Regions from separate parts of the Mus musculus genome. Here region 2 is linked to region 1. A link is a contact called in public HiChIP or PLAC-seq data. All regions are on one chromosome and are shown on one strand. Each heading gives the region's core, a stretch centred on a gene start, on an enhancer-like site or on the middle of the called end of the contact. The rest is flanking DNA. Distances are from core to core; before and after follow the strand shown. Region 1 overlaps Arhgef7 (Rho guanine nucleotide exchange factor (GEF7)). Region 2 overlaps Tubgcp3 (tubulin, gamma complex associated protein 3).

Region 1 (3,826 bases), core at 878-3,377:
CCTGAACAGAAGCTCTGCATTCCTCCCAAGGCCCAGGACACTACAGAAGGAGGAGTGCTGTGAAGCACATCGCCTGACATGACATGGCTGTCTACATCCAGGAACTCACAGTAAGCAGCTATGTGTACAAGACTGGGACCATTGACACTCCATAATGGGGGGGTGGGGTTGCATACAGGCCCAGCCCTCCTGGAGGAGTTGTGGGCAGTAATGGCTGCCAGGGGAGGGCAGGTTACAGTACAAGTCACCCCTGCTCATGTGATACTTTGGTCAATGTAAGTCACCCCTGCCCACCTAACTCCCCACTTACACTTATGCAGGCATCCCTAGTTAAACACAGTGGGTCACAGGGCAAAGACATGAAGAAGGCTAGGGACTTGCTGGAAAGACAAGATTCAGTGGGAGGGAAAGGGGAAGAGGGGGTAAACGGGAGGACACAGTCAGAATACACTACATTTATATGTAAATTTGCAAAGAATAAAAATTAGCAATTCTAAGTCATAAGTGATAGAGGTGAGGAACAGATCCTAGTCAGAAGTCTCTGGAGAGGCGTGACAGAGTGAATGAGGCATGACTCCGCTCGCTCGCTCGGACTCCTCAGAACAGGAAAGCTGCTCGCCATCTGAGAACTCACATCTGAACATGGGCTAAACAGGAAATAACAGATTTCAATGCTAAGTGCCTTGGGAAAGTATGAAAGCTAGCATCTAACTGTACGTTAACACAGGCACTGAAGCATTCAGAAGTACCACCAGGTCTATAAGGTAGTTTAAATGCTTAGCAAAATGCAATTTAAACAAACATGTAAAGACTTGCACAGATAAAACTCAATGAGAAGTATCAGTCCTGGACCCAGGGTGTTTTCTATGGTGGCCTTCCACACAGTTTCCCATATAAGAAACACTCCCGGGAGAACAGGTCAGGAAGCTCTCTAGAACCCACTCACCACCCTAACCTTGAGGTAGGGAAACGAAAGCAGCCATTCTCCAGCTACAGGCAGCAGTGAGCAATCTTAAAAGGCCCAATGGCCCTCCCCAGAGACTCAACTTCAAAGTTCACAGCCCTACGATCTACACAACCGTAGGCAGGTAGGCTCAGATCTGTGGGACTATGGCTGGAGAGACGTTGTTTCTCATACCTGCTCTTGGCTACCAAGACTTCCCATCTTCTGTTCTCCTGGGAAGTCAGCTGTTCCCTCCCCGACTGGGTAACAGGTGCCATCCATGCCCTCAGCAAATCAAAGTTCAACAGATGAGCTGGCCAGCTCCAAATACCAAACTCATCAGCTGTTTCCAAGACCTGAGAGTGTGTCTGCAATGCTCCCACACTGAAGCCCAGGAGGGCATGAGCCCCCTTCCCTGTAAGTCCGTCCAGAGGAATAAGAGGATCATTCCCCAGGAAGCAGAGTAGTACAGGCCCCCGGAATCAAAGGCACACCATGGAAGAAGGAACAGTTACGAGAGAAAACACCAATAAAGCCTAATATAAATTTAGGCAGAAATACATATTCTGGGTAATTTTACTTTTAACACATACTCAGTATATATAGACTTCACATCCAAACACAGTGCAAAGGCTTGGGTTTTGTTTTACTTATTCAGTAGGAACCTGTCCTCTGCTGGTTCCCAGAATGCAAAGGGTTCTCAAAGACACAAAGATGCAGGACAAACAGCGTCAAGAGAAGAGAGGAATGTAACATCCAAGCAGACAATGGCCTCTATTTCTGGATCTGTTTTCAAAAGAAATCAGAAAGATGGCTAAAGGACAGCCAGAAAGAAACCTGTTTCACTAGACATAGGAGGGGGCGAGCACCTAATTCAGCGACACGGCATCTACCCAGCTGGTGCAAAGCTCTGGGTCCCATCCCCAGCACTGTGTGAGTAACTGCAGGCAAGATTCCTGCACACAGAGTGCAACAGCAGTCCCTCCCTCTCTCCCACCACTCTCGGCCAGGCCTGTGCATCTCAACCTTCATTCCACAGCCACTCATCTGTCATGACTGTCACTGTTTCATTGTCCACAAGGACTGGGGAGAAAATAAAAGCACAAATGTCAGTGATGCCTTTCCCACTGTCTGGCCAACTGTGAACGGAGGATAAAGCACCCTTGATACAGAACAACTGTAGGCAGGGTAAAGCACACTTCACGTACAGCGTCTGCTCCTCTTCCTGCTCTGGCCCTGGGGCACTGAGACTAAGAAAGGGTTTCCCAGCAAGCTTCCCAGACCCACATGGTCAAATGAGTCAGTCCATACAAGCCACCCAGCTCGCAGCAGGTGACAACCACAGTCTGGCCTGTAACTTGCACTCTCACCTGGCGGCTCAGAGGTACAACCTCGCCATCTCTTCAAAGGGCACATCAGAACCTACCCCAAGCCAGTAACTGCCCAATGTCCACCCACTGGACACCAGGATGGCAGTGTAGAGCTCTTTGTAGACTCCTTCACTTTCACATACAGCCCTTCCCAGGATCCCTCAAGCCTCCCACTGTGAGGACTAATGGAACAACTTGCCCCTGCACAGAACCTGAAATGGCTCTGGGCATTCTTCATCACCCCAGAGCAGAAACATACAGACCAGAGAAAATGGATGCACAGTGTGTGACCCTCAGTCCTGCGGCTGCCCAGGGACCGCCTCAGTTTTTCTTCCCCTAGAACTGAAGGAACATGCAGGGTACCATTCCTACTAGCTCAGCTCAGGGTCCTCTAACTCTGAAACTTCTACCTCGTCTAAGTCTCTAGGAGCTGGGCATCCTTCCACTGAGCTTCGCCATAAGGAAACCAGCACTAAAACCAGGAGTCAGTACCAGCCAGCAGGTGGCACGGAGCCATCTATCAGCCATCTGTCCTCTCAAACTGACCCCCATATGTCAGGACTAAGCTAACAGCACCCATGCAAGTCAGAGTTCACATAGACCATCCGACACAGGGAGGGACACAACGGCTACTATCCTACTACACTTCATCTGCAACAGTTTATGCAGCAAGGCTTTGAAAGGGCCAAACAAAAATTCTGTAGTTCTGAGGATGAAATAAAGATATGTATGGGAGAGAAGAGGAGAGAGACTGAGGTAACACAGACAGGGCACACAACTCAGCCCCTGCTTGTTGGGGATGGTCTAGCGCTATTATGCATTCAAATACTAAATACTGTATCCTAAGATCTGGTTGCCCAAGACAAGCAAATTCACACACACACACACACACACACACACACACACACACACACCAGCTTTTGTTGTGTAAACCTTGCCTGCAAGTTATCCCTGATAGGTTAATTAATAAAAGTTGCTGGTCAGAGAGGTAAGCGGAGCTTCCGTTCCCAGGCTTGGAGTCTCTGGTAGGGCCATGAAGAGAACCAGGAGGAGAAAGGAGGAGCAGCCATGGGGTAGCATGGACCATGGGGTAGCATGGACCATGGGGTAGCATGGACCATGAGCATATGACCATGAGGGCTGGCCTGGTGGAGCAGAAGCAGCCTGAAGGGACATATGGCAAGTGATCGCTCAGGAATTTTGACAGGGAAACAGAAAAAACAGCTTAGAAGGTCAACATCTGCCCAGCTCTAATGCTATAAGGTTTGTGATAAATGTTAAAGGTCTCTTGTGTCTTTTATTTTGAAAATAGCTGCCTAAAAAGCTAACTGCTGGTGTATTAATAATTTCCAGCATTAATTTGTAACAACAGAATATTTAAATCACGCTACATCTGCTATTTGTCTTAAATAACAACCTAAGGCCCTGGATGGGCCCCATAGTTCTTGAAGGATGCCTAAGGACTCTGACAAGTACCCCAAGTCCCCTGGTTGGTCACCCCATGAGCCCCCTA
Region 2 (3,797 bases), core at 1,284-3,783, 870 kb before region 1:
TTTCTTTCGAGTTAATTTAAAGTTCCATGAGTTCTGCAAGCATCCCCTGGGTCCTTTTCTGGGCTAGTGAGAGCTTGCATGTTCCTCCATTGACCCGTCAGTCTTCCCACACCTCCCCACACCAAAGATTCTACAGTCTAACCCGAGTTCACATAGGTCACTGGCAAGACCGAGGTCCCTAGTCCTTTCTCAGCCAGTCCCTTTGCCCACGTGACCCTTGACCTGGTGACCTTTTGACATGTTGACCCTTTGACTTGGTGACCCTGGTGTTCCTTGCTCCTTTTGCTGGTGATGATGACTGACTGGTAAATAGTTCTCTGTGAGGTTAGGTGCAGAGCATTCTTTGCTGAGGGCTGCAGTTAACTGCAGTGACTTAGACCTGCTTCATTGCTGCTGGGTCTGCCTCACTCAGCCTTCCCTCCCTCCTGGATCTACACGAAGCCTGGGCGAGTCCAGGGCTCGCTGTGAGCAAGTGAGTCTCGAGTGAGACGAGCAGCAAGGGCAAGGTTTGCCCAAGCTGGTTCAGTCTAGAACACTGTGTGACTTGTGGATGTTTCCTGTCCCTGATGTCCTTCATGGTGAACTCTATGAATAGTTTTCATTTACGTTTTAAGTCACATTTGGGAAGGTTATCTTTAACTGCAAGTAGTAGATTTACTGTACACATTTAGTAGCTTAGAGCATTACATTGTGTATTTGACTTTTCTGTGTAATAAACATTTGAGGATTTTGCCTCTATAGTCCTACAATAGGTTAATTCTTCCTCAGCTTGGCCAAAGTCAGTTAGGATTTGATTGTGAAATTTAATTTTTTCAAGTGCTATCTCGGTGGCTCTAAGTGAGTAGTTTGTGGAGTATCTGCAGAGGGAAATGCTTCTTCAGCCATTGGAAGGTGTAAATACGGGTGAAGAGAAACTGGATAGGGAAGCCAAGAAGATACTGTGAGCTGAAAAAGAACTGACTCCTGTGGTCAGTGTTGGCAGTCAGCCTGGGTAGCCTGAGAAGCGCCTGGTAAAGCCCAGGCACCTGACTGTGCCTGAGCAAAAGAGCCCAGCGGGGATTAGTTAGGAGGCTACACCTACCTGGGATGTAGCAGCATCCCAGAGGCCGGCTGGGGATGCAGGCTCAACTAGAGAGGACAGAGAGCCAGTGGAGGCAGCATTCTCTGCTCTGCCTCCTTCCCTACTGTAGATGCAGCCTACGAAACATGAGACCGAGTAAGCCTGCCTGCCTTTTCTTCTTCTTTTTTTATTGGCTATTTTCTTCATTTACATTTCAAATGCTATCCCAAAAGTTCCCTATACCCTCCCCCACCCTGCTCCCCAACCCACCCACTCCTGCTTCCTGGCCCTGGCGGTCCCCTGTACTGGGGCATATAAAGTTTGAAAGAGCAAGGGGCCTCTCTTCCCAATGATGGCCGACTAGGCCATCTTCTGCTCCATATGCAGCTAGAGACACAAGCTCTGGGGGTACTGGTTGGTTCATATTGTTGTTCCACCTATAGGGTTGCGGACCCCTTCAGCTCCTTGGGTGCTTTCTCTAGCTCCTTCCTTTCTTGTGCTGCTTTAGCAAGTACAAGGAGACATGTCCTAGCAGAACTGCAGAGAGCCAAAGTCGGGGAAAGTCCCACAGCAGCAGATGAGAACTTCAGCAACTGCCCTTTCACGAGAAGGCCAGCAGGTGGTGGGTGCTTAGCGTAACACCACTGGGAATTCTGCCACCATTGAGAGTGTCTTGCAGAAATGGAGAAAAAAGAGAGAGGTTCCTGTTAAGTAAACCGTGAGAGTTCCCAGCCTGCAGATTCATGAAGAAGCAGGGCCGTGCTGAGGCCTCCGGCAGGTCAGTGGATCTGTCAGCAGTTAAGATAATTTGTGAGGCAAGGCCGTGGTGAGATAGTTCTAACCAGACAGCTACAGAGTCGCCACCAAGCCTTCTCAAACTTAACAAAGTACAACAGGAAGGAACATTTAAGTTCATCTTATGAGGTCATTGTAGTAGCACACGAGACAAATGTGTGACCACTTCTCTTAGGACTGTAGATGTGGAAAGCCCCCAGTTAATACTAGGAAGCAAAATTTAGAATTCCACATATTGAAAACATTGTTATCAAAAGGGGTTTTATCCCAGGAATCACATAGGTGTGGACCATAGTCTACCATCGTGGTTGGCATGATAAGAGTTTAGGGACACAGTCTACTTTGTTGGTAAGAATTGTCTGTTGACATTTAGCACAATTCAGTGTTAAAATACTGTAACCTTCACCAGAAAGGATCTCAAGCTTTGGGACAGCTACTGTCTGTGACTGGTGAGAGGCAGTCCGCCTTGTCTCTGGATGAAGAAGGAGACAACGTTACACTGTTATCTCTCCTTCTCAGCAGTGTGCTCACGCTGGCAAGACAGGAACGGAGAGGAGTCCAATCTGGTAGAAAAACCAGGAAGAAGTACGCTTAGCCCATCCTAGATGACATGATCTTAACAGAAAGAAAGCCCAGTGTGCACTGTATAGAGATAGTCGGGAAGGGGGTGCACCTGCGCATTGCACTAAGTTCTCAGACTAGCGGACTGCCAGGCAGGGACAAAAACCCCTTGTTCCTCTATGCTCAGTAAATGCTGCCAATAGAAAATAAAGAAAGCAGCTATACTCATATCCTGAAATACTTAGGGATGAATTTAGCCAGCGCAGCTCCAGCCCAGTGCCCTTTGAAAACTGTAAAGTGAGTGTTTACCTGGTCCACGACCTTCGTGGTATAAGGAAGCTGACTGGACTCCGCCCTTTGAAGGGCTGTGAGCATTTTAGGCACTAAGCTGGAGTCCGGGTGCTGTTGCAGGGAGGAGCTGTGGGAGCGTCTGCTCTGCTGACAGATCTCATTCCTAGACACTAAGCTGCATGCTAAGGACATCTCCCCTCTGCTCCTGTTGTAGGGCGGGGAGTGCACGGTTGTCTAGCAGTTAATGAGAAATCGGTACAATGACGTTTTATTTTTTTGCCTAGATTCTTTCTGTGATTGACATAATGGTAGAAATTGAAGGACCTTGAGGGGGAATGCATCAATACAGTGCAGGCTCATTGCAATTATACTATGACCTTGGTTTTCCTCTGCCACATGTATATCTCACAGGGGGCATTATACTCTAAAGATGAGCACACCCTTTGTGCTCACCACTAGCTGCTCGTAGACTGATTGCACGCTCCTGTGCCCCAGATGAAACACTGTGTTTGTGACTTCCAAAGATTACTGAATTGTCTGGGAGGTTTTTAATAATTTAAATTAAAATTTCTTATTGTTCACACTGATAGAAACCCAGCTGCAAACTATCAGGATAAATTGGTGTTCTGTCTATATAAACTAGCTCTTGTGGTTAAGTGAATAACAGAGGAATATAATTTATATGCAATTAATCTAAATCTGTTGAATGGCAAGCCAAAGGGCAGTTGTGGCACAGTGAGGTAACCAGGGAGATGCTTATGGTGGGTTTATAGCATTTTCTTGTTTCTCTCAGTATGTGCTGCATGATAGCTGCATGATAACAGTGTCTGTTTCCTCAAACTGCCTTTGTTATATATTTTAAGTTGGAAAGGTAGCATAGAACAAGAGTATAAGTTAGATTAGTTAGTTAGTAACAAATGATCCCTTCTTTCTGGTCACAAGAATGTCAGCATTCAAAAGCTTGGCCTTCAAAAACATGGGTGAGACCTCATTGTAACTGACAGGCATCTCGCAGTGGATTTCTGCAGAACACGTGGTAACCACTCTGAGAGAGTGATGCTATCTAAAACAACAAAACCAGCAAAATGTT

What was found. HiChIP or PLAC-seq counts read pairs in DNA pulled down with a chosen protein or histone mark.
Region 2: an H3K27ac HiChIP or PLAC-seq map of oligodendrocyte precursor cells shows a contact between it and region 1, with 12 times the contacts expected there. The contact joins two enhancer-like sites. A contact is called at or near these places in 3 of 115 datasets of contacts at active chromatin or transcription factors (astrocytes, embryonic stem cells and oligodendrocyte precursor cells).

What each region holds. Positions count from the first base shown.
Region 1 is chr8:11,769,197-11,773,022 of GRCm38.p6, reverse strand. The region is part of intron 2 of Arhgef7 (Rho guanine nucleotide exchange factor (GEF7)); the gene reads right to left. Among named protein-coding and RNA genes, the nearest start is that of Arhgef7, 43 kb to the right of the region's middle. Within about 2 kb of position 2,127, at least 14 of the 459 cell types and tissues checked have an H3K27ac peak or open chromatin away from gene starts, as enhancers often do. A contact at or near this core is called in oligodendrocyte precursor cells, where this site is marked.
Region 2 is chr8:12,643,172-12,646,968 of GRCm38.p6, reverse strand. The region is part of intron 11 of Tubgcp3 (tubulin, gamma complex associated protein 3); the gene reads left to right. Among named protein-coding and RNA genes, the nearest start is that of Tubgcp3, 27 kb to the left of the region's middle. Within about 2 kb of position 2,533, at least 11 of the 459 cell types and tissues checked have an H3K27ac peak or open chromatin away from gene starts, as enhancers often do. A contact at or near this core is called in oligodendrocyte precursor cells, where this site is marked.